2 separate regions of the Neogale vison genome follow, and region 2 is linked to region 1. The links are chromatin contacts, called in public Hi-C maps. All regions are on one chromosome and are shown on one strand. Each heading gives the region's core, a stretch centred on a gene start, on an enhancer-like site or on the middle of the called end of the contact. The rest is flanking DNA. Distances are from core to core; before and after follow the strand shown.

Region 1 (2,700 bases), core at 72-2,571:
GAGGGGGCGGAGCCTGCGCGGTGACGCGACCGCGCCGGCCGTAGACCCCGGATCCCTGGAATGTGCATTCGTTCAATGAGGCCGCCAGTGCCAGGGGCGCCGACTCACGTCCGAACGGAGCGTGCGCACTCGGCGGCGGCCGCGCACGCGGGCCCGCGGCTCTGCGCCCACGTCACGCGCCACCCGCGCGGTCCGACAGGAGGCGGCGGGGTCTGCCGGCGCCGCGAGGACCACCCCCACCCGCCGGTCCCGGCTCGGCAGGGCGGGCCACTGCGGAGGAGTTGGGGAGGGCGGGGCTGAGGCTGGCGAGGGTCCCCGGGCCTCGGCCGATCGGCGTGCGGACGCGGCCCCGGGCGCAGACTCCGCCGTTCGTGAAACTTAGGGCACCGCGGCGCGCGCGTGCGTCCCGACGGGTGCGAGTGTGCAAGCGCCCAGTGTGAGTCCACACGTAACTCAGAAACAGAACTGAGCCACGCCACACTGACAGTCCCCGCTCTCGAGACTGACAGCGCCAGTCACCGAGGGGCTTTTGAAAACACTAGCACTAGTGCGATTTGGCCCAAACGTCCTGGAGGGGAGGAATGGGGACCGAGTAGTGGAGGCAGCCGAGCGTTGGAACGGCCGCGCCGCCTTCCCCTCGGGGACACCGGCCGCGGCGCACTCGGGCGGCGCTGACCCGCGGGCGGGCGCCTCGGAGCCGGCTCTCCCGGCAGCGCTCGTTCTCTCCCCGCGCGGGGGGAGGGGTAGGGCGCGGGCGCGGGGGAGGGCGGGCGCGCGCGCGAGGGGAGGGGGCCCGCGCAGGCGCCGTGCGAGGCTGTCGAAGAATCAAGTCTGTAGAAGTGGAGCGGCCGCGGCGGCAGCAGCAGCAGCGACGGCGGCGGCGGAGCAGAGGCGGGCTGGGCGCTGACGCGGGCGCTGGAGAGCGGCGACGCCGGGAGCTGTGAGAGAACAGCGGAGCGACCCGTGGCCCGCGCCGCGCCCGTGCTCCACGCCGTCCGGCTGCTGCCGCCGCCTCGGCGCGGCATGCCCCGCCGCTCGGGCTGAGCCTGCCCCGGCGGCCGCCCCCCCGCCCCCCGCCCCCCCGGCCTCCCCGCCCCCCGCCCCGCACTCCGCGCCGGCCGCCGCCGCGACCTGCTGCGCTCCCCCCGCGCCCGCGCGGCCCGTCTTCGCCCCGGTCTGGAGGCCGGCCGCGGCCCCGGCCGAGCTCCCGCCGCCGCCGCCGCGCCCGCCGCGCCGCGCCGCCCCCGCCGCCCGCCCGCGCCCGCGCCGGCCGGGGGGACGTGCTGCCGCGGCTGCAGCCCCTCGCCCCGCGCCCGCCGCCCCTCGTGCCCCGGGGGCGCTGCGCGGGCGCCGAGCCTTCGCGGGCTTTGCCGCCGCCGCCGCCGCCTCTGCGGCCGCCGCCGCCGCTGGTGGGGGAGACGCGGGGTTGGGGGGGGAGGAGGGCGCGCGTGGTGCCGGCGGGGAGCGGCGGCGCCCCCTCCTCCTCCGCCTCCTCCTCCTCCTCCACCTCCAGCGCCGCGGGCTCCTCGGACATGGCCGCGGCGGTGGCGGTGGCGGCCGCGTCCCGGCGGCAGTCGTGCTACCTGTGTGACCTGCCCCGCATGCCCTGGGCCATGATCTGGGACTTCACCGAGCCTGTGTGCCGCGGCTGCGTCAACTACGAGGGCGCCGACCGCGTTGAGTTCGTCATCGAGACGGCGCGACAGCTCAAGCGGGCGCACGGCTGCTTCCCGGAGGGCCGCTCCCCGCCCGGCGCCGCGACCCCTGCCGCCGCCAAGCCGCCGCCGCTTTCGGCCAAGGACATCCTCCTGCAGCAGCAGCAGCTGGGTCACGGCGGCCCCGAGGCCGCCCCGCGCGCCCCGCAGGCCCTGGAGCGCTACCCCCTGGCGGCCGCCGCCGAGCGGCCCCCGCGCCTAGGCTCCGACTTTGGCGGCAGCCGCCCGGCTGCGGGCCTGGCCCAGCCGCCGACGCCGCAGCCGCCGCCCGTGAACGGCATCCTGGTGCCCAACGGCTTCTCCAAGCTGGAGGAGCCCCCGGAGCTGAACCGCCAGAGCCCGAACCCGCGGCGCGGGCACGCTGTGCCGCCCACCCTGGTGCCGCTCATGAACGGCTCCGCCACGCCGCTCCCCGCCGCGCTCGGCCTCAGCGGCCGCGCCGCCGCCTCGCTGGCCGCGGTGTCCGGGGCCGCGGCCGCCGGCCTGGGCTCGGCGCAGCCCGCCGAACTGAGCTCGCACAAGCGGCCGGCGTCCGTGTCCAGCAGCGCGGCGGTGGAGCACGAGCAGCGCGAGGCTGCGGCCAAGGAGAAGCAGCCGCCGCCGCCCTCGCATCGCGGCGCGGCCGACAGCCTGGCCACCGCGGCCGGCGCCACCGAGCTGGGCGCCGAGGGCGCTAGCAAAGGCCGCGGGCCCGGAGAGCAGGACTGGGTCAACCGACCCAAGACCGTGCGAGACACGCTGCTGGCGCTGCACCAGCACGGCCACTCGGGGCCCTTCGAGAGCAAGTTTAAGAAGGAGCCGGCCCTGACTGCAGGCAGGTTGTTGGGTTTCGAGGCCAACGGGGCCAACGGGTCTAAAGCAGGTAGGGGCGGCTGTGGAGCGAGGGCCCTAGGGGAGAAAGGGGGGCGCAGAGCAGAGGAGGGGGGTGTTCTTTCCATTCACCATTCTACCCCAGCCCAGAAACAACAAACACCCAACTTCCTGA
Region 2 (2,781 bases), core at 259-2,758, 64 kb after region 1:
GAAATCAAGTATTTTCAAAGCATTTCATTGCTAATTAGACAAAGTTCATGGTTTATTCCACCCACCCCCCCCCCCCCGCCATGCGCCACACAACAGGAAAACACCATGTATCTTCTCGCTGAGTTTGGCTTGGCACAATGGTGTTCAAGGCACAGTTGGATTAGAAGGCATTTTTAGTAACAGGTTTTTTAAAACAACTCTCCAAAGGCTGAGTCACTTATTTCTTTATTTATACAGTTGTCTTAAGGCAGATCACAAATATTTTCAGAATAGTTATTGACTCTCCAATTTCTTAGGGCAAGATCCCATCTTTCTCCCTAATCACCCCTGATACTCAATGCCTGCCATCTACTGGGGTCACCAGCCTCGGGGCGAGAAGGATGTTTGTTCTTGTCATCTTGGGCTTGGGAAGGCAGGACCAGAAAAATGGAAGGCCCAGAGGTCTGGAGAATTGAGCCCCTAGGGTATCAGGGTCTGGAGGAGGGAGATATTGGGAGACATTGGGAGGGAGATATTGGAGATATTCAAGGTCATGCCTTGAATACAGCAAGAGTGGACTGTGCCAGCCACACTTCTCTTCCCACAGGATTCCCAGCAAACTAGGAGAGAAAGAAAGAGAGGGAGGGAAGAAGGAAGGAAGACGCAGGGAAGAAAGGAAGGAGGGCAGGAAGGAGGCAGGGAGAAAGAAAGGGAATTTATAGCAATGAGAGGGAGCGAAAATGCAATTGGAGCTTTTGGTGTTAAGAAATATTTTAAGGTCTACCAACTGAAGCCCAGCCAGGGCCTCTGACAAAGCCACACAGCACCCCCATGTGCCTTCCAGAACCTTTTTGCATTTTTTTCCAGCCACAGCAGCTTCTAGCCCTTGTATCCCCTCTGATTTGCGAAGTCCCAGCTCCTTAGCCTCCCATCTCCCTCTGCGTTTCTCTCCTTCAAGGTCAAATCCCAACGTTCCTCAAGGCTTCAGTGCTTTCCGCGGTGGTGAGAGCCCCAGCCTGCAGAGCTCCTCTCCAGGGGGGCTGAGGAAGGGGCTGCAAGCAGCAGAGGGGCTGGAGGAAATCTGCTGGGGCCTTGACTTTCTCACACATGTTTCAGATGTGCGGAGTGCGATTGTAAACAGCGTCCTCATCGCTGCCAGAGCTGGCCTCCCCGCCCGAGTCCTGTTCCCAACACCCTAGGGGTTCCAGTAATAGGGCGTCAAGCAAACAAAGAAAAACAGTAATCTGGTGTTCCAATTGCATTTTTTTGTTTTTAGAAAATGTTAATGATAGGTTATTTGATTACCCTAGGTTTGGCTCTGCTCGCTCTTTATTAAGCACATCTGGTATTTAGTGACAATATAAGTAGCAGGAGTTTTTCTGGCACTTGAAAATAAGCTCATCCAACGTTGCCGTTGCAGTTTGGAAACTCGTCAGAGAGGCCAGCCAAGCTTGCGGAGATACAAGACTTTTTCTGTAGGCCGGGCAGCTGTCCAGGACGTCTAAAAAATGTGAATTGGCTAAGAATTGCTGCCACGCAAACACTTCTGGAAATTTCTGTGCTTGGGCCTGCCAAATCCATTATGCACAACATGAATTACAAGAGTTTCTATCTCTCCCAGCAGTTGCGTTGAGTGTAATTCTCCTGTGTGCTTTATGAAACACACACACACACACAACCAAAATGAGAAAAACACCCCAAAAATCCACTACCGTGGGTATTTTTTTTTTTTTTTGTCTCTTTCCATTTGGGTTGCCAAGTACACAACTTTTCCTGAATTAGGAGAAATAGCCTCAAACTTTGGTTTCAATTACATTAAATCTAACACGTGGGAGGGAACTGTGCTTCCTGGAAATTCTAGAAAGGAAGGATGTCTCACATCATGGAGACAGCCTAACATCTAAGTAGGAAAAACAATAAAATGCAACAGAAGAACTTGGAAAAGGAGAAAAACATATACACCCTCCACTCCACACGGCCTGGTGTTGGGGTTGGGGCCTTACTCAAGGACGTTAGTCAGAATGGGAAGCCGACCTGTGGGCAGAAAATGCTTCTCCTCTGCCCAGACTGCCTCCCCGCACGAAGGTGCGTCCTACAGACCTGGCAGGCACAATTTCTGAAGCGGAGGATGGGCCCGGGGAGACCCGCCACAGCTGGTCAAAGGGAAAGTGAGCAGGAGAAAAGCGGGATCTTCTAGGTGGATCCTGGTTCTGCCCAGGCTTTCCTCCCTTTCCAGAGCTTAGAAATGTTTGCATCATTTTCTGATTCCAAATGGAGACTTGCCTCTCTCCTGTGATTCACATATGCGAGATTTCTCAGACTCTGCCCGGGATCATAAAAGGGCCCGGAGCTCGATTTCTATTCTGGAATGACATTCTTCATTGGACCCATATAATAGCTCACATGAGATAATCACACAAGCATGTTGTGAGACAGAACGCCGTACATCTGAATGCTTCGAGCTCCTACCAAGTGCGATGCTTTCTTGCTCTACAGCCTTTCTCGTGAGAACTCAGATAATCATGTCAATACTGGTGAACTGGAGCTCTAAGTTCTTCTAAGAGCCAGCGGTCCCAGCTGCGTCATCAGTCAAGCCACTGTGCTGGTCTGTGCCTCAGTTTCCCTCTCTGTGTTTGCTTGTCACTATTCTCCCAGGATCTGGGAAAGGTCATGAGATGAGCATCAGCTTCTGGCGGGGACACTCTTAACTCTGTGACCTCTTTCAGGGGCACATGTCTGCATAGTGTCCTCACTTATGAAATGGGGACAATGACACCTTCCTCATAGCACGGTTGTGAAGAA

The links. Hi-C and Micro-C count contacts between places; a contact is called where the count stands out from the background.
Region 2: a contact with region 1 is called in a Hi-C map of fibroblasts, with 6 times the contacts expected there. The contact joins the enhancer-like site here to the promoter of IRF2BP2 in region 1. A contact is called at or near these places in 3 of 3 Hi-C or Micro-C datasets (fibroblasts, muscle and tongue).

The regions. Positions count from the first base shown.
Region 1 is chr2:152,310,354-152,313,053 of ASM_NN_V1, forward strand. IRF2BP2 (interferon regulatory factor 2-binding protein 2) reads left to right here and starts at 1,322. Exons shown (of 2, transcript XM_044239340.1): 1 at 1,322-2,529. The coding sequence starts at 1,533.
Region 2 is chr2:152,374,618-152,377,398 of ASM_NN_V1, forward strand. No RefSeq gene overlaps it. Among named protein-coding and RNA genes, the nearest start is that of TARBP1, 46 kb to the right of the region's middle. Within about 2 kb of position 1,509, the one cell type or tissue checked has open chromatin away from gene starts, as enhancers often do. A contact at or near this core is called in fibroblasts, where this site is marked.